2 separate regions of the Mus musculus genome follow, and region 1 is linked to region 2. Evidence: chromatin contacts called from public HiChIP or PLAC-seq data. All regions are on one chromosome and are shown on one strand. The core of a region is the stretch at or near the end of the contact, and the rest is flanking DNA. Distances in the headings are between cores, read along the strand shown.

Region 1 (4,466 bases), core at 1,737-4,236, 200 kb after region 2:
GGATTTCTGTTTCTAAAGACAGAAGGAGATGCTCACACCCACAACGATTGGATGGCTTCAGAGATCGCCATACTTCTGGCATCCAGACCAGCCTGGGAGAGAATTGTGGCATGGGAAGTGAGGAACAAGTTGTGACAGATGATGGGAGAAAGCCTGTCCCAGAGTCACTGCAAAAACAGGACCCTCCTGAGATCTGCCCCACCTCAAACCCAAACCTCAGATCTCAGCCACCCCTCCGTGTGACGGTGAAAGGACCAGCCAGCCACTGTAAGCAGAGCCTGCTTCTGTCCACAGGGAACCACTCCTGCATGCAGTTCCACCTGAGCCAGCCAGTGAAGCACAATTGGCAGGTCCTGCCCCTGCTCCCTGGGGAGCTGGCTCTGCTGTTGGCGTGCCTGGATTTAACTCTCTGTAGCTTTTGTGATGCCAAACAAGGGGGCAAGGGCTGAGATTCGTTGCACAAAGCTGGGAAATATGTAGGCTGTTATCAGAAGCCCCATTTAACCTGAGCCCCAATCAAGCACTTCAACGTCAGAGCCTTGATCCAATCAGCTCCCGACAACAGCTGCAGGTGATGCTTCTCTGATACCAGGAAAAGCTGGCAGATCGGAGGCCCCGACGCCAGGAGAAGCTTCCCGCCCTGCCCCCACAGGCAACGGGGAGGGGACCAAGAAGGGTGACAAAGCCGATGTAGCCAGTCTCCCAACACCGTGTCCCCTGAACAGACACAGTCTGGAGGCCATCCGGAATTACCACAGCCCACGTTTCAGTCAGCTGTGTTCAGCCCCTCAGTATTCCAAAGCAAGAACCTCTGGGGAAACTGCCGGGGCCAGACTGCAGTTTGTATCTTACCTCCTCTAAAGCCTAGGGTTTTAGAGGAGTCTTTGAGACAGGGGATTGGGAAGCCAGCCCTATTTTACAAAGGCATATACAATTTCTTGGGTTTTGTCTCTTTTCTTAGTAATACCATATTCTCTCTCTCTCTCTCTCTCTCTCTCTCTCTCTCTCTCACACACACACACACACACACACACACACACACACACACACACACACACACACACACACTCCTTCGGCCTAATCCAAAGAGTAAGGGTAGAAAATTGTCTCTCTCTGAAGAACCAGCTTAGTCAAGGCAAAAGGTGAAATGTACTGGACAGGAAGGTGATCCCTCCTCTCTCTCATTTGCCTCCTGCATGCAGTTCCACCGATCCAGCATCCTTGGTCACAGGGAGGACTGAGTTCTGCCTCCTTTCCTCTGGCTGCCCCCACAGCCTCTCCAGGGTCTTCCTTGCTCCACACCCTCTCCCTGGGCAGCTTCTACTTAGGCTTAAGTTCTATGGGATCTGAACCTGCTGGTCTCTGGCCCTATTCAAACCACACATCTCCTGTGCACCCTGGTCTCAAAGGCTATGGCCTGCCCTTGCCTTACTGAAGATTGGATCTGGGCCCAGCAGGGCTCACCTCAGTTCCAAGGTTAGAGGAGGCACATCAGGGCCCTCCTATCAGAGAAAGAGACAGGCAAGAAGAGGAATATTGTCACCCTCTCCTCTGGAGCTAGAGGAGGCATCTTTGTCCAGAACCACACACACACTCATACACAAAACACACATACATGTTCATACACAACATACACATTCATACACAACACACATACACACAGCATGCATAACTCAGCCAGTAAGCCAAGGGAGGAATGAAAAGTAGACCCTGGCTCAGTGAGTGAGGTGGGCTGTTGTGGGACCACAGCCTCCGTGATTCAGCACTCTGACCACTCCCAGCCATGTCGTGGGTCACACTCAGGACCATTCCTGATGCCAGAATGCTGGCTTGGAAGCTGAGGAAAAGTCTTTGCTAAGACCCCAACTCTTAGGCCCTCCAGCAAGGTTTCTCTGCCAGGCTTTTGCAGCCCAGGACTCAGGACAAGTCTCAGGAGCTTGAGGGCCATTCCCTTAGACCTGCCTCTTCTCCCAGCCTCAAGCCCTTTCTGATCCCATCTAGGAAGCAAACCTGAATAGTTCCAGGAGAGGAGAGGACCACACAGAGGCCTACAAACCCAAGTATCTCTCTTCCAAAGCTATGAACAGGCTCAAACATGCAGCAAAGGGCTTTAGAGAGGTTGAATTCACAGCAGTGAACACCTGGCCCACTGAGCCCTAGGCCTCTGTGGCAGAGTAGGACGATACAAGGGTGGGTAGACTGAGTCCAAGCCCAGTCAGCACCGGACCTACATCACCACGAAGGGCAGGCAGAGAAGGTGATGGGTAGTAGGCCGGCTAGGAACCAAGGAGAGTAGGGGAGATGTTCCAGAGGGAGTGTGCAGGATGAGGAAACAAGGAAGCCACTGTGAAGGGGTTGGGACTGGGTGTGAAGATGGGGACCGGGGAGGATAAACTGGAAGGGAGCAACCGAAGGCCAGCACTACACAGGGCCGCGGGAGGGAGGGCAAGCAGAGGGGCCACGGGTGAGGCAGGAAAACATAAGTGGAATGGGGAACTGAAAAGTGAGGTGTACAGAGAGAAAACACAGGGGCTGGCTGGTCTCCAATGGTGAGGCTGAGACAGCGAGGAAAGAGAGAGAGAGCGAGGGAGAGGGATGGAATATGGGATGTTGCCAGCCGAGTCCGAAAGGGTATTAGGGTGGAGAGGGCTGAAAGCTGGAGGGAGACACTGCCAGAATCTGGTGGGTTCCGGGCAGGTGGCAGTGTAGAGAAAAAAAAGCACAGGGATGTGGATGGAGGGGGATGGGACAGGTCGGGGGATGCAGATGGACTGAGGAGAGCGGAATCAAAGGGGGTGCCGCTGGTTGGGCTTCCGAGACCGGGTTCTGTTACCCTACCGGGTACCCGCGCTCACCTTACCTCGAGGAGCTCGGGCTCCAGCCCCGGGCGCAGTCCCAGATGTCCGCTCCCGGCGCCGCCACTTCCCTCGCGTCCCCTGCAGCACCTCTCGCTGCCAGCCGCCGCATTAGGGCAGAGACTAGCCCGTGCGCGCCCCCGGGCGGCCAGCGCGTCCCCGGCGGCCTGCGTGCGCGCCCCCGAACCCCTCCCTGCGTACGAGAAGCTGGGACCAGGACCCAGCAGCTCCGACGGATGCTCAGGTGCCACAGTCCGCCCCACGCGCTAAGGATCAAGTTGCAGAACCAGAGTCTGGGAACCCTGTTTTCTCCCTTGATCTTGGATACTCCTTCAGAAGAGTGGCACTCCGTGTTGTCGTAGGACCTGGAGCCAGAACTGTTGCGGTCTGTCCTGCAAATAACCCCTTTATGAGTTCTTAGGGGCAGGAATTTGTCCACAGCTTTGGAGAGCATAGCTCCCTCCAAAAACTTCCACTGAGTTGTTCATCCGAAGCTGACAAGGGGCAAAAAACAAACAAACAAACAAACAAAAGAAAAAGCATGAGGACATTACAGGTGGGTCTTGTTTTAAAACTGTAAGAATTGTTCTGCCCGGGGGAGACTCGGGGCACTGTCCCAGACTTGAGTTAGAGTGGAAAAACCTTGAACTTGGAGACCACATATCCAAATGTTAGCCCTGCCTCGGTGACTGAGCAGGTCTGAGCATGCAAAGTGGGCTGCGTCTTAGCTGAGATCCCGCCCCCTTGGTAGACCTCAGCTAATGTGCACAGGTGGAGACCTGTACCCCCTCCCACCTTGAATGAGCCCTTAGAAGCTTCTAATTCAGCTCCCTGCCTAAAACTACAGCCCCGTAGGCACCACCACTCTGAGACTCACTCTGAGACTCCTTCTGTGATCACACCCAGGTATCACCTCTACTTAGACCTGAACCCACCTGCCAGTCTCAGCATCCCCCCCAACCCACCTCTGCCTGTGGGCTCAGGAAAAGAGACGCTGCAGATCACCCCCCTGCCCCACACATAGCCTGTGCTCAGTAAAGGCTCATCCACTCACTGACAAAATGGCCTCTCTTCAGCTAGGGGCTTCCAACCCAACAGCTGCAGATGGGAGGCAAAGAGGAGGCAGGGAGGGAGGCCAGTTTTGAAAGCCTTGAAGCAAGATTGTCAGAATCCTGGGCGATTTTTTTCAAGGTTACTACATATACAAAGCAGCAAGTCACTTAAAACCAATACTTCAGCATCACCCTGGTATTAGTCCTGAGAATGAGACTTCACCCTACCAGAACCAGATGACACTAAGGAGCCAGTCAACCCAACCAGAGGGATAGGGTCCCTGGACCCTGGTAGGTCCCAAACACCTGACAGACTCTTAGAAGACTTGGGGAAGGCACTTGAAAGCACTCAGGTCTGTGTGGAGGGCAGAGTTCCCTCACCCCCCTTTACTAAAAGCATCCAGTGGTGGCCTGGTCCCTGGAATAAAGAATTCTCCTATCCTAAGAGGCCAGCTCCCTGCATCCTGTTGTGTGGATCCCTAGAGCAGCAAGAGGCAGCTATTTTCTGGTGATGCGTGGTGACTATTGTGTCCACTCTAGAGGCACCTGCTGAGCTCCA
Region 2 (4,249 bases), core at 1,496-3,995:
CTTCCAGGAAGGTGAAGTCACCCCTGTGGGTGTTCCAAGTTAGCAATAGTCCTGGAATTTTGGTCTAGATGAGAGGCAGTGGTCCCCCTGGGAGAACCAGAAATGCCAGCATGTGGGAAGATGACAAGGATGTCATCATTTACCATCTGAAAGAGGATGGCCTGAGGCTGGAAGAAATGTGCCTGCATCCCAGCCTAACTCCTGCCTCTGGCATGACTGTCTCAAGCCTAGACCCAACACTGACCCCAGATCTGCGGCCATCTTTACAGTTATGTGACAGGAGGTTGTCCTATGGCTCGGCTTCCTGCCCAGAAGTGTCCTCTATTGTCTAATGTAAGTTCCTTATACCCCAGTGGCATAGTCTTCGCTCTGATTCTTCCCTTTGTGTGGATAAACCACTTCTTCCCTGATGCTCTCGTTCCACTCTGAGTCTCTCCAAGAACACAAATACCACCATATCCATGCTTGGAGATTGGCTCTGAAGTCTTCTCATCCGTCATCTGGCTTGAGACACTTATTGCCAGAAAGACCTTGTACTCCTCAAGCCCTCACAAATGCGTGGCTGATAGTGTCAGCATAGAGGCTGGTTCGGGTGTTTCCTGCAGCTTATACACTTCCTAGGACTGATCTGGAGTCAGTCCAGCGCAGTACATACAGCTGTCTAGTGGATCATGGGGACTCAGAGCTAATACACATGCCTCCACTTAAGCGGTGTCAGGAAGTGGAGGTGCCCAGCGAAGGCCACTGGGGACAGTCTGAGGGTGACCTCAGGGCTGGAATCTGAAGAGTACATGCTCTGGGATGGCAGGTGCAAAGGATGATTTGGCCTGGTGGAGATTGGGGAAGGGGAGAAACCAGTCCCGTCAGTAGCCCTTCTCTTTAAACCCCTCACTTCTTCCCGACAAGGGCAGTGGCTTCTGAAGGAGGCAAGTGGGACCTTGAGTGTCTTTGATGCTATCACTTCAGAAGCCCCTCCTATCTGTTTGCTTCATCCCCGGACTGCCTCTAAATTAGCAAAGATTCCCACAAGACAGTAGGAAGGACTTTGACCTTGTGCAAGAAGCACTGAGTGGTTCTGCCAGAGCCTAGAGGTTGCCGCTGGGGCCCCTGGGAGGAGCTGAACGCTCCTGACTCGGAGGCAGCCCTGAAACATGACACCTGTTTCAACCACCGGACCATTTCCCGGCCCCGCCCCTGGAGCCTCAGTCACACTTGCCCCTCCCACAGGTGGTCCACTCTTGGCTGCCCGTGTCATTTAGTAGTGTAGCTGGTCCCTTTGAGCAGGACCTGGGACAAGTGTTAGATCATCTCAGAAGCTAAGTGGATGACGGGGCATCTGAATAGGGGTTTGGGGGAGTGCCCGAAATAGCTGCCCAGCTGCTCAGGACCAGGCTATGCGGACAGTTCCCTCTCCTGTCTCCTAGGCAGAAGGGTTCAAACCCACCCTTGTACAGGACTGAGGTCACTGCATGCAGAACCACTCTGTGCTGGTCACACTAGTTACAAATGTACTAACAACTTTGGCGTCTTTACCCTGAAGACCGGAAGGAAGCTCAACTCCCCCTACCTCCCAGGGGTGGGGATGGGGTGGGGATGGGGTAGGGTTGGGGGCAGAGCTTCACCGTCCAGGCTGCCTGTGCAGCCCAAGACACTAGTCTCTAGGCATGGCTTCACCTTAGCCTCTTGCCCCCCCAGTGCTGCAGCCAGTCTTGGAGGTGGTGACAGACACTCCCTGGCTGGGGCTGTTTCCTCCTGTAGCCCATTACATAAGCTATGGGGCTAGGCAGAGGGGTTACCCCCTCTCTCTAGAATCCCCTGGAAAGCCAAACTTTGAGCAAATCCTTCCCTCCCACCAGGGAGGCTGAGGGGGAGGGATCTGAGAAGACAAGGTTGAGGAGGGAGGAGGGGAAAAGGAACTGCAGGCTACATTCCAGCCTCACCCTTGGAGGGATGTGACTTGCCTCAGTTTCTCTCCCAAGTTCCAGCTTCTGGACAGCCTTTACCCAAACTTGTGTTCTGTTCTCGCCTCTCTTCAATAGCCTTCCTAGTCCAGCAGAACCAAGACTTCACAAGGAGGTCACCCGGCAAAAGCAGCCCCCCACATGAACTCAGCATTTGGAAACTCAGGTTCAGGTTCATCTAGGGAGTTCCAGGGACAGGGTAGAGCCTGGCCCTACAGAGCTGCTGGGCACTGGCTGGGGTCCAGGGCAGGTCTTGGAGCCCCTACCCTTTTGGCAGGTAGTTACCACTGCCTGCTCAGATTTCTGGACCCTCCCAGGGGCCAGCTTCCTGGACCAGTAAATCAGGCCTTGCAGAATGCCACCCACCTAGACAGGACGGGTAAGAGCCTGCGGGGTCGCTACTATGGGGCTGGGATGAGAGATCAATTGGGACCCAGCCTGCTGCCTGTCCCTGTCCCCTCCCAAGTTTCAAGGAAGACATTTATAAGGGCTGAGCCGGGAGCCCCTCTTGAAACAGCACCCAGGGAAACCTCTGAACTGGAACAGACAAAAATGATAGGCACCTACCTAGAGTGCGGGAAGGGTGTTGGCTGGGGCAGTGCTGCGGTTGCCTGGTGAGCAGACCCTGCCGCCAGCCTCGGGGCTGCTTGGCCCCGCCGGCCTTAGCCACTGGCTGTCCTGGCGTGGCGGCAGCGGGCGAGGGTGCGTATGTGTGTGCGCGCCCCGAGCCACTGCAGCATCTCTGCATCAGGATGCGCTCCTCCCTCTCGCAGGCTCCGCTCACTGGCTGGCTCGGCTCCTCAGCCAACGCTCGGCCGGAGATGGCTTCCTCTGCCCCCTCCCACCCCGCCGTCCCCACCCTCCTGGCTTTACCTCATTTGCTGTCATTTAAGGACCAGGGAGTGAGCCAGAGCGCTGCCGTCTTCCATCAAGCTTGGCCAGCTCCGTGCCCAGCCCAAAGCTGCAGAGGGGCGCTCTGAGAAGGCACAAAAAAGTGTCTCTTGCTTCTGAAATTCTGGAGACACAAGGGCACCCGGCGTCTCGCTTCTCTCCTTACCTAGTCCCTTGTTAGAGAATGGGATCCACAGCAAGCCTCCAATTTGCTGTGCGGGGCAGCTGTGAAGAAGGGCTCAGCCTCCATTATCCCGGTCCCCTCGCCCATCACGTTCCTTTTCCTTGTATTTGCCCAGAAGTAACATGGAATTTTGTCGTTGTTGCTGTCAAAATGGTTAAACTGTAAAAGACATTAAAAATAGCAAAAGTCTCAGATTCTTAACCCATTCTTAACAAATTTGAATACCCACCTCTAGGTTTATATTTTCACTTGGGTTGTGAGAATTAATTTATGAAAATGAGACCACAAAATACATCGTAATGTGCAAAATATATTAACTATACAATTGAGTTTGGACACCTTTGTACACGGGTACCCCTAGATCCAGCCCTCTTTTAGACAGCAAAAGGTGAGACTTCATGAAAAGCTGGTGGGTCTGGAGTCTTTGCTATTGATAGGATGTGTGTGTTTGGCTAAGTCCCCTGCCTCCTTTGAGCCACACTGGTAACCTGCAATGGTTAAAGATGGCTGAGGCCTCTGCTAGCTCTGAGATTCCAGGGGTTCACCCTGGGTAGGAGTGTACCCCTCCTGCCCTGCACCTGTCGTGTGGTGACATGCTCGGGAAGACTGAAGTCTGCAGGCAGAGGGACCCACCATCTGCAGCACCAGTCAGCCCTGACAGGCTGTCACTGTCTTTTCACCCCACTTGGGTTGCCTGCTGTCCAGGGCCAAACTGGCTAGTGGCCCAGATGCTGCAACAGCTGGCAAAGCTGGCCAGCCTCTGAGTTTCAAACGTGATACCTGTCAAATAGGAACGCGGCTCCTGTCTTGCTGACTGGCCAGTGGCTGTGGGCCTGGGGAAGAATGAGGATCCTAATGCTTCAGAGACTTCTGCCTCTCTTCTCTCAGTGCCCCGCAAGGGCGGGCACACCTCCAAAGCACAACGTCTTTGTTCTGATACAGAGATGCCTAAACTCTACTAAGATGTTTCTCAGGTAATTTTTAATTAAATTTGTGACTAGACAGTCATATCCACCTCCTCCAGGGTGGCCTATCCCCGATATCATGGTCCTGTCTGTCTGTCTGTCTGTCTGTGACAAGTTTGCTGTTCTCAAGGTCCTGAGTTACATTACACAGCTAACATCGCCCAAGTGAGACGTGCTCCATCCACTTAGAGGCTCTGCAAGGTGTTTCCAGCAGAAGACAGTAGGAGGCAGGTCCTTGCCAAACAGTG

The links. HiChIP or PLAC-seq counts read pairs in DNA pulled down with a chosen protein or histone mark.
Region 1: a contact with region 2 is called in an H3K4me3 HiChIP or PLAC-seq map of embryonic stem cells, with 7 times the contacts expected there. The contact joins the promoter of Nfasc here to the promoter of Cntn2 in region 2. A contact is called at or near these places in 9 of 39 promoter capture datasets (3T3-L1-derived adipocytes, the HPC-7 cell line, HPC-7-derived erythroid cells and 5 more), 8 of 484 Hi-C or Micro-C datasets (cerebral cortex, cortical neurons, embryonic stem cells and 2 more), 9 of 115 datasets of contacts at active chromatin or transcription factors (differentiating embryonic stem cells, embryonic forebrain, embryonic hindbrain and 4 more) and 2 of 9 other capture datasets (embryonic stem cells and macrophages).

Annotation. Positions count from the first base shown.
Region 1 is chr1:132,738,811-132,743,276 of GRCm38.p6, forward strand. It overlaps Nfasc (neurofascin), which reads right to left and starts at 2,987. Exons shown (of 30, transcript NM_182716.4): 1 at 2,861-2,987.
Region 2 is chr1:132,540,195-132,544,443 of GRCm38.p6, forward strand. Cntn2 (contactin 2) reads right to left here and starts at 2,746. Exons shown (of 23, transcript NM_177129.5): 1 at 2,529-2,746.